Linked DNA regions of Zea mays: regions 1 and 2 are each linked to region 3. The links are chromatin contacts, called in public Hi-C maps. All regions are on one chromosome and are shown on one strand. The core of a region is the stretch at or near the end of the contact, and the rest is flanking DNA. Distances in the headings are between cores, read along the strand shown.

Region 1 (4,495 bases), core at 439-2,938, 620 kb before region 3:
CTTGTCGAGTGGGAGTTTTTCTTTCTACCCTTGTTTGTGCTTGATGAGTTCACTTGTCAACAAGGGAGAGAGATTTTGATTTTCCGGTTCCTCTATCTAGGGGGAGAATTTGGTCTTTCGGGCTTCCTCTCATCCAAGGGGGAGGGATGTGTTATTTGGAGTTATTTGTCTTTGGTAGAGATTTTTGGGAGTATTGTGACAGGGGGAGGAGAGTTGAGCCTTTTGGAGCTTTTGCTAGTTGTGTTGAGCCGTTTGCATCTTTCTGAAGGAACTAGCTTTGATTTTAGATTTTGTGCTGATTTTATGCTCTGAATTGATTTTTATGCTCCGATAAAGCTTTTTGTGCTCCGATGAGATTTGTTGCTACTGGCTAATGGTGTTGAGCCCTGTTTTTGCCTCTTATTGAGGGCTAGCCTTTTATTGCTTGGTCGTGTTGAGCCGTTGCCCATTTCTTTGGGGACCAAGTTTTGCTTACTCTAAATGACTTGTCTGGCTTTTATATGGCTTTTGGTCATTTGAGTGAGTTTCTCTTTTGTCTTCCTCTTTCTGTTTATATATGCTCATATGGTGGTTTTGACAATGCACTCATCAAGGGAGAGATTGCGAACATAAGGTTGACTTTGTACCTTGTGGTTCGGGTTGATGATGAGTGATTGTCAACGGATATAACTCTGGGGTAGTCAGTGGACTGACAAAAGTGTGAGATTATGCTTGTGCAACCATGTCGGTCGGCTTGTGGTGTGTAGGTGTGGAGCAAAGGGACTGTGGTCGACGACTGAGGTGAAGGTCATGCAGGCTCGTGCTGATGGATAAGGAGCGGTGAAGGGCGAGTGCTGGTTCTTGACTGACGGGTGACCAGCCGCGGTGGTTGACACCTAGGACACAGACTTGCGCGAGGAAGTGGTGGAGTGGACCGCGCTGCCGGCGTGGTCGAGGACTGACGGGACATGCGTCTGGTCGTGGAGTACGTGGACGAGGTGCGGTGCTCACGACAGGTTTGGTGGTTTAGGCCTCAAATCACCCAGCGCTACGTATGCGCGAGTTTTGCTGAGTTTGAAATTCATGTTGTCTTGATTTTCAATATCTTCAGAGGATTGAAATTCAAACAGGCCGGTCTGACCCAAAATACAAATAGATCGGGTCTTTTCGGGCTTGGAACCGGCCGGCCCGACCGGCTCGAATGTATCCTATAGTTTCATAAGTGTGGATGCCTAACAGATTCGAACAATTCAGTTCCTTGGCTAAGCGTTGTTGGACTTGGAGTTGTATCAGCGCCAAACCAGTTCCTTGGTTGCTAAGATTAATTCTATTTGAATGTTTCTAATAAAAAAATGGAGTTGTTCGATTTAGAGAAAAGAAAGACAACGGTGGTGTCATTCCAACACCTACTACTACTAGATTTGACTTTTCTAAGCCGTTTCTTCTTTTAGACCAAAGGCACGCAAAAGGTCTTGCAAGTTTAAATACTGCCAGCGCCAAAAACAAAAAGAAGAAGAAATGATGCAATAAGTGGAAAATGTTGCAGTAGTCCGCGTCTCCGCGACGCTCACAGGCAGTAGTAGGCTTTATTCCTTCATTTTGTTTTTCAAATGCTTTCTGGATGAAAAGTGAACGTGGACGTGGTACTAGGATAGTTTACGCCGGCGGCGACTGCGGATTATCCTGGCATGGCGACTGCGGATTATCCTGACTGCGGGCATTTTAAAATTTTCAATATGCGCCGCCTAGCGTAGCTAGCTAGTGCCAAATTTTCTACTTCGATATCGTCGGCGCCCCTCGCCCCGTCCGCACCGGCGTTGGCGTTCACAGTCGCAGAGTATTCCGCGCCGCCGCGTTACGTTCCTTGACCAGTCGCCGTTCACCAACGCTCACTAGGACTAGGTAATTGCTTTCTTCTCCGCTTGCGGTGCTGCTATACTGACTACTGAGGTCCTGTCCTCTCCGACAGAACTTCGCCACGGCCTCCCGCCTCGTCGCACCCAAACCCAAATGTGAGGTACCACCACGGGCCACTTGCCAGTGATGGAGGCCCCACCCTCCGCCCTCCCGTGGTGGCTCGCCACCACTGCCTGCTCCGCGCCGCCGACGCCCGCCGCGTCCTCCGTCGCCGGCCGCCTCGCCTTCCTCTTCCTCTCCCCCTGCCTGCAGCGCGCGCTGCTCGCCGCGATCGACCTCCTATTCCTCGTCGTTGCGCTCGCCGTCATCCTACGCGCCCGCCTCGCCCGGAGCAACGATGGCCTGAGCCTCGGCCTCGACCACCGCGAGCGGGAGCCCCTCCTCGCCAAGCCGGCCACCACGGACCAGGCGCCGCCTCCCCTCCGCCGTAGCTGGAGCTTCCAGCACGGCCTAGCGCTCGCGACTTCCGCGGTCCAAGCGGCGGCCGCCCTTGTGCTTCTACTTCTCCTCGCGTTGCTGCGCCGCAGCGGGAGGACCACGGGGCTGCTTGCGGCGGAGTGCGCGTTCCTCGCCGCGCACGCCGTCGCGCACCTCGCGGCCGCATGGGTTGTCGCGGTGGAGAAGAACACGGCAGGGACGTCACCCGCGCGACTCCACCCACTCCACCTCAGGTTCTTCTGGCTCGCCACGGCCGCTTTCGCCGCGCTCTACGCCGGGTGCGCGGCTGCGCGGTACGCCGCCGCCGAGCCGCTCGTCCCCGATGACCCGCTTGCGTTCGCGTGGCTGGCTCTCTCGCTCCCGCTACTCTATTTCTCGGCCACCGGCTCCACCGGCCTCGTCGTCGATTCCAATGGTGGTGGTCGTGCCGCCGCCGCCACGGAGGAGACGTACGCCACGGCGTCGTGGTTCTCGCTAGCCACGTTCGGATGGATCAACCCGCTCATCGCCAAGGGCTCCAGAGCGACGCTCGCGGCCGACCAAGTCCCGCCCGTGGCGCCGCCCGACACCGCCGAGGCGGCGTACGTGCTCTTCACCTCCAACTGGCCCGCGCCGGCGCCAGGTTCGTCCAAGGCTCAGCGCCCGGTGCTCACCGCGCTGCTGCGCTCCTTCTGGCCGCAGTTCCTTCTCACCGCCGTGCTCGGCGTCGCGCACCTCTCGGTCATGTACATCGGCCCGTCGCTTGTGGACCGGTTCGTCGAATTCGTGCGACGCGGCGGGGAGTTCACGGAGGGGCTGCAGCTCGTCGCTGTCCTCCTCGTTGGCAAGGCGGCCGAGACGCTGGCGTCGCACCACTACGAGTTCCAGGGCCAGAAGCTGGGCATGCGCATCAACGCCGCGCTGCTCGCCGCTGTGTACCGGAAGTCTCTGCGGCTGTCCACGGGCGCGCGCCGGGCGCACGGCGCCGGTGCGATCGTGAACTACATGGAGGTGGACGCCCAAGAGGTGGCTGACGTCACGCACCAGCTCCACAACCTTTGGCTCATGCCACTGGAGATCGCCGTCGCTCTTGCCCTTCTCTACACCCACCTCGGCCCCGCCGTGCTCACTGCGGTCGCTGCTATCGCCGTGGTCACCGTGGTCGTGGCCTTTGCCAACAAGCTCAACATCGAGTACCAGTTCAAGTTCCTCGCCAAGCGCGACGAGCGCATGAAGGCCATCACCGAGCTGCTTAACTACATCGGCGTCATCAAGCTGCAGGCGTGGGAGGAGACGTTCGGGAACAAGATCCGCAAGCTCCGGGAAGAAGAGCTCGGGTGGCTAGCCAAGTCCATGTACTTCATGTGTGCTAACACCGTCGTGCTCTGGAGCGGCCCTCTCGCCATGACCGTGCTTGTGTTCGGCACGTGCGTGTTGACTGGCATCCAGCTCGATGCCGGGAAGGTCTTCACGGCGACCGCATTCTTCCGAATGCTGGACGGACCTATGCAGAGCTTCCCCGAGGCGATCGCTGCTGTGACGCAGGCAACCGTGTCTGTTGGCAGGCTTGATAGATACCTTCTTGATGCAGAGCTTGATGACTCGGCAGTGGAGCAGGTGGACGGCACCGGCATTGACACTAGCGCGGTGGTCGTGGAGGTGTGTGACGGTGTTTTTGCGTGGGACATGAGGGGAAACAAGCAGAGGAAAGAAAGTGAGGATGGTGAAAGCGAGGAGGAGAAAGATGTGGAGGGGACACCGGTACTGGAGACGGTGCTGAAGGGGATCAATGTTGAGGTAAGGAAGGGTGAACTTGTGGCAGTGGTTGGGATGGTAGGATCTGGCAAGTCATCACTGCTTTCTTGCATCATGGGGGAGATGGAGAAGATCTCCGGCACGGTGAGTGTGATATTTCTGATTAAAAGCCAACATTGTTAGTAGCAATACCATGGAATATTTTTCATTAAGTTTTCTAACATTCTTCGGAAGTCATCACCAGCATACAGAACTGTCAATTTGGTCAGCATCCTGAGTCAACATTCTCCATACGCATTATATTCTACAGAAGTATGGAACCACAAATGCAATAGAAATTGAATTAGATTGATTAGCATTTTGTTTGCTCACTTGTTCTGGTTGGAATGGATGCAAATCATGCAAGTAACTCTCCATTCCAACTCGT
Region 2 (4,775 bases), core at 1,042-3,541, 560 kb before region 3:
GTTTTCTTGAACTAGTGAAACTTTGGAAAGGCCTCGTAGTGCTACCCTGCCTCGCTTCCTTAGTAGAGGTGTATGGGGTCTGTACAAACCCATGGCAAATGGGTAACACGACTTGTTGGTAAAGATGTGCAACCTCTGCTGAGTGTAAAACTGGTATATCAGCCGTGTTCACGGTCATGAGCGGCTCAGACACTCACATGATTAACTTCTGGAACTTCTGAAATTAAACTTAATTTGTCATTTACACTGCATGGTGGGTGTTATTATTAATCTCGATCTCTTATTTATTTGGGTTGGTATGTACTTACACTTAGTAACTGTTAATAAAAATTTGACCAACTTTAAAAGTGTCACACCTGGGTTCTAGTGAGTCCAAAACCTGTGCGTGAAATAATCACCAAGTTTACTAGGATCAAGTCTCACACATATGATGACTCATGGTACAAAAACGAATGTCACATCTTTACTATATAATAGGAGTTCTGTACAAAATAGTTAAATAATTACATCATATGAAGACAATGATCCAGCAACCAAAGTTGACTAGGAGACGACGGTCTAGACCTCTCACGAACTCATCTCAGCATCCTTCACGCGCCTCATCCTGTGGTACCTATTCTTGACCTGGGGGATGTGAGTATAGCAAGAGTGAGCTCACATACGTTCATCGCTCAACAAGTTGTGGGGAATAATGTGCATGAACTCACCAAAGGTGGGAGCTCATGTGAAGTGTAAGGCTTACCAAAGAGGATGGTTAAAGCTGAACATTGCTTTTAATGTTGGTCAAAATTTTATTAGCAGTTACTAGGTATAAGTAGATACCAACCCAATTTAGTAAGAGATCGAAATTAATAACAACACCCACAATGCAATGCATATGACAAATTAAGTTTAATTCCATAAATTAATCATGTGGGTGTCCGAGCTGCTCATGACCGTGAGCACAGTTGATATACCGGTTTTACACTCTACAGAGGTTGCACATCTTTACCCACAAGTCGTGTTACCCATTTTCCATGGGGTTGATCGGACCCCATACACCTCTACCAAGGAAGCAAGGCAGGGTACCACTATGAGGCCTTTATAAAGTTACACTAGCTTCAGAAAACCCGCCACAGTTCTAGGGAGTGTAACATAGGAATCCCTCGTCTGAAAAGACATCACAACAAAATCAGCCCTCGAACCTTTCTATACCGACCACTCCCCTACTGTCCTTGCCCCTTTCGGGTAAGGTAGTCCTCCACTAGCTTTCCTAATTAGTCAGCCAAGGGCGTCCCGTACCACCCTTGTGATAGCACTGTTTTCCCGGGTGGTTCTCCATATTCCAATTAAAAATATGATTTTATCATGAACAAAAATTTAACAACATAATTGGAACATGATCATAATAAAACATTAGTTTCCTAAAACCAGGTAGAGCAATAGCAAATCTACCCAATAATTCATCTGTTTGCAAGGTGTGGGATAAACAATGCTAGGGAAAACCTATTACGTCCCATCAAATTAACCTGAGCGTATCACAGTGATTAACAACAAACATTATTAGGTAAAAAGGAGTAATCAAGAGCACAACTTGCATTAGACTCTAGATTCTAGGTACCAGGATGGTCTTCAGATTCTAATGACCTCACTGCTATTCGTAGCAATACAAGCAAACATGGTATATGCAAAATTAACATGACACCAAACATAAGCACAAGCTGCATAATAATATTCTACGCGTCGCTACGAGATCGTAGGTTCGAGAACCGCTAAATTCGGAGCTACAGTTATGAAGTTATGATTTTCTAAAGATTTAGGAGTGGGGTACAAAAGAGATTAAATACATAATCAATTTAGGTTTCATAACAAAATAAAGCTACCAGGGGATAAACAATATTATTATGGATCTAATGCAATTGGAATGGATCAAAACATATTCAAAATGCATAAAATATAGATTATCTAAGTTTATGGAATTATTCTTATACTTAAAATCATTTTCAGATTCGTTTTATATAAATTATCTTCCTTAGTGGACGGCAGGCATGATTCTCTATAAGTACAGGGGTTTGATTACAAATTTTAGGACTAGTTTGCGAGGTTCTTTGAACCTAAGAGAACTGCAGGTTGATTTTGTGAAAGCCGAGGGGCTCTTTTGCACATTGCCGGGTCCGAAGGGGTACACAGCCATCCTAGCCACCCGATCTAACCTAAACGGTCCAGATTAGATTTTAAACTCATGTGAACCAGTATTCATCCACCACCGTTGGATCATGGATCAACAGTCCGGGATGACCCATGCCCATATGTAATCTTCTCCTCTCGTCTCCGATCCAACGGACCAAATCAGAACGTGAAGCAGGGGGGTATGGACCTTTTAATCCTGGCGCAAACAACGAGATCTACGGTACACATGCCACCCACCAAATTTTATCCTTTATACTCGATCTCCACCGTCGATCCAAGGACCGATGACCACCACTCTTCTCCCTCAACCCTGCTCTCTCAACGCGGAGCACAGGGCTTGTGCGACGGCGGCCATGGCTGGCAAACAGCGCCGGTGCCCTGGTACACCATTATCATGAACGATCGGTTCTACGCTATGAATAGGACAAGGCGAACGGCAGGGGTGGGTAGTTACCAGCTATTGGGCCGCGCAGACTCCCATCGACGATGGATGGAGCAGGGCTGTCCTTACCGAGCCCGACGAGCAATTGCCACCAATTTTTGGCCACCAGAGCTCAACGATAACCATCGACACGCTCCTCAAGAGAATGCGAAGCTCCCTGACCCCATGCTCCACCCCGAGCGACGACGTTCCTCAGTTTCCCCCGTGGCGGCGTCTCTTCTTCCGCACCGATCCCCCCGGTTCTTGTGGCGAGGCATTACGCGTTCTTGGGGGGCTCCCATGCTGGCAGGGGCTAGAGGCCTCATGATTTTATAGAGCGGCGGCAGAGTCCGCAGCGACAAAGTCCGCGGTGGCCGGGTGAACATGCCCCGGCGGACGCACACATGGGTTTGTTACGCGTGGATTTGGTGGTGAAGGACTCCTGATAAACTGGCTCCACATGTCGGTTTCAGCCGAGATAGATACACGCACGCGAGACGCTGGCCAATCAGGCCCACAAGCCATGGCCCATCGCTAGTGCGCGAGTGCGGAGTGGCCGACCAATGGGGCCCACATGTCGGCGATGACGGGAGGTGGAGGTGGGCTGGCGTGGGGGTGAGTTGAGAGTGGGCCAGGGCAGTGGGAAAGGGTAACTAGGCAGAGGGGGAGGGAAATCAGCCCAAGAACTAGTTTGTCCATTTGCTTTTCTTTTTTATTTTCTTTTTCTGATTTCTTTTCCTTTTACTTATTTTTAATTTAGATTCAAATTCCAAATAAAGTTCAAACTTTATATCAATTTGAATGAGCAAACAAAGAAAAATCCCAGCATGGGTGCAAAGGTCTTATTTATTTATTTATTTATTATCCCATTTTCTATTTAACAAGGAATGTTTTGCAATATAAAATTAGTATTCACAAAAGATGTTATTTTAAGAAAACGATTTCTGATATACCACCATTACGTATCTTAGTGAACATTCTCAAGTATTAATTATACTTTCAAAGTTTTAAATTTAACATTTGAACAGCCACACTTTCAATATTACTATTTATTTTAGTAAAATATTCCTTCTAAAGAGATCTATTATTGGAAGTCATTCTATTCTCAAATCTTGGGAGAATTATTTAAATAACTAAAACAAGGTTTTGGTTGTTACAAAAAGCAATGCTCAGCTTTAATCATCTCCTTTGGTAAGCCTTACACTTCACAAAAGCTCCCACCTTTGGTGAGTTCATGCACATTATTCCCCACAACTTGTTGAGCGATGAACGTATGTGAGCTCACCCTTGCTGTACTCACATCCTCCCCATGTCAAGGACATGTACCACAGGATAAGGTGCATGGAGGATGTCGTGACGAGTTCGTGAGTGATCTAGGCCGTCGTCTCCCAGTAACCTTTGGTTGCTGGATTGTTGTCTTCGTATGATGTAATTATTTAACTATTTTGTACTGAACTCCATTATATATTAATGATGTGACATTTGTTTCTATTGGGGACTTGTTCTTAAATGCTATGAATTAAGAACAAGGCAACACATAAAATGTTAATTGATAAAGTCCTTCGTCCATCGAAGTATTATTTCCCTTAGGATATAATGATTTTCGGACGAAGGTTTTGAAGGACGCACCTTCATAATCACAGCATACAATGATGAAGAATGAAACACAAGAAATATGAAGGATAACATGGATAATTATATATTATTATTAACTTATTTTTTCATTATTATTGTGTAGAAACAGAAATAACATCAAATTACAAATGTACCTTCAGCTTGAAGGAGATAAAAGTACAGGTGTGACGCAAAAGCGAATGCAAAATCAGCGTGAACAGTACGGGGATACTGTTCACCTATTTATAGGCGCGAGACACAGCCCATACGAAATTACATTCATGCCCTTTACATTTGATAACAAATCTATAGTAATCTATCGAGGTCTGAATAGCCTTTTCATCTTTAAGTCGGTTTCATTTTCTGCTACCAGGCCAAAGCTTTTCTCGCTCACATCTTCGACGCTGTATCAACCTTCGTATTATTTTGGTCTTTTCCTGCTGTGATACCGACTTGAGTCCGAAGATACCTATTCACACATTATACTCCAGAAATACTGTTAAATCCTATTTTTGAGGACCTTCGTAAGCCGAAGGCCCCCAACAGTAGCCCCTCGCAATATTAATTTGTT
Region 3 (4,882 bases), core at 274-2,773:
GACCGTTGGCGCTTGGAGCCGTTGCTCCGCTTGGTGCACCGGACAGTCCGGTGAATTATAGCGGAGCGGCCTCCCGAATTCCCGAAGGTGGCAAGTTCAGAGTTGGGTTCCCTGGTGCACCGGACAGTCCGGTGCGCCAGACCAGAGCTTCCTTTGGATTATCTTTTGCTCTATTTATTTGAACCCTTTCTTGGTCTTTTTATTGGTTTGTTGTGAACCTTTGGCACCTGTAAGACTTACAATCTAGAGCAAACTAGTTAGTCCAATTATTTGTGTTGGGCAATTCAACCACCAAAATCAATTAGGAAAAGGTGTAAGCCTATTTCCCTTTCAAATACATCTCCAAATAAAATAACCAAACCTCTACTAAAAGGGAGAGAAAAAGGAAACTATAGAGAGAAGAAGAGAGGTAACACCTAAATTTGGTAGATACTAGAGAAGAAATTTTATACACCTAAATTTATGGTGTTAAAGTGGCCAAGTGGGTCTTAGATGGCTTCGATACATTTCATATGTATCATTACATTTAGTTCTTAATAAATTAGTGATTGATATCTAACCATGTTTTCATAACTATGTAGGGAGTCCCAATACGAATACACTACATAAGACCATGATCACGGCGCACCTGCCAGTGTAGGACACATAGGGATCAGACTCCAAGGCCTACAACAAGCATATCAGACCCCGATTCTAGCAATAAAAGACAAGGTTCGTCTTCACCCCTACTTTCCTATGCCAATTATCCGGTTGGTGAGGTGACACAGTAACCAATGAGGTGGGTGTACGAATGGGAGGACATTAAGTACTACCAAATGTTGGTGGAGTCATGGATTACGACTTCTTCGTGGACCGATCAGACTTGGACAGGGTACAATGCACAATTGATACATGAGCAAGGTATTATGTTGCTATCAACGGAGGAGTATAATATGGCACAAGCACAATATCAGTGGAATGCACCATGTGTGAATGATCTTTGACGGAGCAACAACTGTGAACTATGAATGGTGTATTTTTATCTTCGTCATTGTTTGTGAACTATGAAACTGCTAAATATTATTATTAAAATTGTGATATTGTTTAGGGTCATCTTTTGTTTAAATTATGGAGCCTTAATATGCTTTATTTACAAAATACATATAGCTCGGTCTTTATTTCTATGCTGTCGATTTATCAGGCCAAAAACCGATTAATCAGTCTTATCGATTTATGGGTTTTGAATTAAAATTTTTTGACCAATTCCTACCTATTTTCACCGGTATCGATGGGCACATGTTTTCACAATTTCACCCCTCAGATCTTGTTCGGTTATTTTCAATCTATATAGATTGGAAGTAATTGATTCAAATTGAAAGAAATTTTAACTTACTAAGATTAAAATTCACTAAATCTTTCTCAATCCATATAAATTAGGATAGAACCGAACAAACCCTCAACCGGTTTAGTGAACCCCGCCGGAGAGACAACCCAACCCCCCTGCTCGACCCGCTGAACTGCCGAAGCATCGCCTACTCTTCCTACTCAGCTCCGCTGGTCCGGTCGTCGCGTAGCGCCCTCACCCCCAGCCACCCCCACCACGAAGGCCGCGCGCTCCCCGCCTTCCGACGTCGCTCTCTCCGCCCAGCTCAAGCGCCCAGCGGTGAGGGAAGGGAAGGAAAAACAGACCTTTTTTTTTCTTCTCGGCGGCCTCGTGACTATGGATCCGCCGAGCTCCGGTCTCCCGCCGGTGCCGAGGTTTCCTGGCTCGATCCGTGACCGGCCCACGTGGAGACGGTGCTGGTGCTAGTACCGGTGCCTCCACCGTGTTTCTTGGCGACCTTACTACCTCCTCTCCTCCTCTGGAAGATTGCTGCTGCAGCCTGCAGGAAAGATGGCCGAACGCCGAAGGTGGGCAGCGTTAGTTACTCCTCCATGCTTTTTTCCTTCAGTTCAACAAATATGTTTGGATTTTTTTTTACCGGACTGTGGAATGCTTCGAGCTCGGGGGTTTATCGGATTTGGGCTGTTCTAAATCTCCTACCTACTCTGGCCCATATTTTTACCTTCTGGAGTACGTGTATAACAAGATCCATGGTGGACTGATGGATTCGGTTTTGACCGATACATGTATTTCGATGCTATTTTTTGGAAGGATTAAATCTTCAACACGTGCCCAAGCCCAACCGCCCAAAGGCATCGATTTGCTTTTCGCCAGATCTTGATTTGTGTGCCGCGGTTTGATTGATTGCAAAGCTGTGATGTTAACTGCGTTCAATTTGTACTTATACTACATCTGATGAATGCAGGAGCGTCGGCGCGTGCAGTGTGGAATCGACGCCGAGCGCCTCCAGTCGGTGCAGGAATGCGCAAATGCACGTCTGAATGAAGCCTGGTTGGTGGTAGAGCCGATGGTGGTGGGAACGGCGCCGTGCGGGGTCTCCGTCTCCTCCGTGTGGATCCTCCTGCTCCTTTCCTCCCTGCTCCTCTCGCCGTCGGCGGCGTCCGTCGATTTCGGCCACTGCGGCTGCGACGACGCCGACGACGGCGCCCTCTCGAGCACCTACAACATCCTGCAATGCCAGAAGGTCAGCGACTTCCTCATCGCCGCGGCCTACTTCTCCATCCCGCTCGAGCTGCTCTACTTCGCCACCTGCTCCGACCTTTTCCCCCTCAAATGGATCGTGCTGCAGTTCGGCGCCTTCATCGTGCTCTGCGGCCTCACGCACCTCATCACCGTGTTCACCTACGACCCGCACTCCTTCCACCTCGTGCTCGCCCTCACCGTCGCCAAGTTCATGACGGCACTAGTCTCCTTCGCCACAGCCATCACGCTGCTGACACTGATACCGCAGCTCCTGAGGGTGAAGGTCAGGGAAAACTTCCTGGTGAACAAGGCACGTGAGCTGGACCGGGAGGTGGGGATGATGAAAATGAAAGAAGAGGCGAGCTGGCATGTGCGTATGCTCACACAGGAGATCCGCAAGTCGCTCGACAGGCACACCATCTTGTACACCACCATGGTTGAGCTCTCGAAAGCGCTGGAACTGCAGAATTGTGCTGTCTGGATGCCCGATGAAACCAGGAGCGAGATGATCTTAACTCATCAGCCAAGGGAAAGGGATATAATGGACCAGCAGAACTGCTCGATTCCTATTGATGATCCAGATGTTCAAGAAATAAAGGCTACCAAGGACGCAAAAGTTCTTGGGCCAGATTCGGCACTAGGGGTTGCTACCCGCAAGCTTGACGTGGGGCCTGTGGCTGCAATAAGGATGCCGATGTTAAGGGTGTCAAATTTCAAAGGAGGGACTCCAGAAGTGATGCAGACGAGCTATGCTATCTTGGTTCTGGTTTTGCCTAATGATGGTTCATTGGGGTGGGGTAGAAGAGAGTTGGAGATTGTTGAAGTAGTTGCTGACCAAGTTGCGGTCGCTTTGTCACATGCTGCACTCCTAGAGGAGTCTCAGCTGATGCGAGAGAAACTTGCTGAGCAGTATAGGGACTTGCTGCAGGCAAAGCATGAAGCCATGAGGGCAGGGGAAGCTCGGAATTCCTTCCAGACTGCAATGTACGACGGAATGCGAAGGCCAATGCACTCAATCCTTGGTCTTGTCTCAATGATGCAACAGGAGAGCATGAATCCAGAGCAAAGGGTTGTGATGGATGCCATTGCCAAGACAAGCAGTGTTGCGTCCACACTGATGAATGATGTGATGCAAACATCGACAATGAACTGTGAGCACTTGTCTTTGGTGAGGAGGCCGTTCAATCTTCATTCTTTTATTAAAGAAGCTGTTGGAGTGGTCAGATGTCTAACTGGTTGCAAGGGTGTAGAGTTTGAGTTTCAAGTGGATAATTCTTTGCCAGAAAGGATCATTGGTGATGAGAAGAGAGTCTTCCACATTGTCCTGCACATGGTAGGCACCCTAATAAACCGATGTAATGTCGGCTGTATCTCGTTATATGTCAATGGTCATAATGAGGTTGAAGAGAGGCATAATCATGACTGGATGCTGCGGAGAACAAACTTCTCTGGGGGCTATGTTTGTGTGAAATTTGAGATTAGGATTAGAAAATCCAAGGACTATCTTTTGAGTTCAAACGGTCAGATAAGTCATGGGTCCAAACCAAACAATTCTGAGATGGGGCTTAGCTTCAATATGTGCAAGAAGATTGTGCAGGTAAATCGAAATAATAAAACATCTCAAGCATTTACATCCAATAGGAAGAAAACTATATTGTCATCTCGTTTATGTCACTCGCTCCTGGTGCTTCTCAGGCTCTGTATATATATTGCTGATAATGCTTGGTTAGGTTTGACTTCTATGCAAGGTTAATATTGTTAAAGCGACAACAATTTATTAGATTGTGGTGGTTCTGTTACCCTACTTGACTCAGTTTATCTTCGATTACTTGGACCTTCCAGACTTTGACAGATGCTAGAAAAATATTAGCGGTTCTTTGATCTCGAGTGACACAAATTTTTTTAGAACCTGTTGACTGTTCTCCATCTCTCGTATTTTTTGTACAGCTGGGGACTAGCATCTTAGGCCTTAGGCTTGGTCGTCACATAGCTAGTTGGCCACACACCAATTTGAACAAGACAGAATATGTTTGGCGGCCATAGTGTGGCCTTTTATGCAAGCCCTTGGAATATTTATTATCTCATAAAAAACTGGGTAAACCGTGAGAACATATTGGCCCTTTTGTTGAACTGATGCTTTAGTAATTAGTCATAATTATTTTATGGTATTTTTTTCTGGAAGCTTGCATGGTTTCGCGTAAATATATTTCGTCTAGTTATGCTAGTAGTAGCCCAAACCTCAGCGACTCTATTTGATTGTTATGATTCGGTCAGCAATTTGTTCATTAGCTGTGGGAATGGTCAATGCGCACTTGA

Evidence for each region. A called contact is a pair of places that touch in the nucleus more often than the background predicts.
Region 1: a contact with region 3 is called in a Hi-C map of leaf, with 5 times the contacts expected there. The contact joins the promoter of LOC103648828 here to the promoter of LOC100193682 in region 3. A contact is called at or near these places in 5 of 25 Hi-C or Micro-C datasets (bundle sheath, ear and leaf).
Region 2: a contact with region 3 is called in a Hi-C map of endosperm, with 6 times the contacts expected there. The contact joins the enhancer-like site here to the promoter of LOC100193682 in region 3. A contact is called at or near these places in 2 of 25 Hi-C or Micro-C datasets (endosperm and leaf).

What each region holds. Positions count from the first base shown.
Region 1 is chr2:106,456,821-106,461,315 of Zm-B73-REFERENCE-NAM-5.0, forward strand. It overlaps LOC103648828 (ABC transporter C family member 4), which reads left to right and starts at 1,689. Exons shown (of 12, transcript XM_020548375.1): 1 at 1,689-1,881; 2 at 1,949-4,212. The coding sequence starts at 2,023.
Region 2 is chr2:106,508,745-106,513,519 of Zm-B73-REFERENCE-NAM-5.0, forward strand. No RefSeq gene overlaps it. Among protein-coding and RNA genes, the nearest start is that of LOC103648828, 53 kb to the left of the region's middle. Within about 2 kb of position 2,292, at least 19 of the 20 cell types and tissues checked have an H3K27ac peak or open chromatin away from gene starts, as enhancers often do. A contact at or near this core is called in endosperm and leaf, where this site is marked.
Region 3 is chr2:107,073,377-107,078,258 of Zm-B73-REFERENCE-NAM-5.0, forward strand. LOC100193682 reads left to right here and starts at 1,524. Exons shown (of 3, transcript NM_001358862.1): 1 at 1,524-1,890; 2 at 2,289-4,163. The coding sequence starts at 2,391.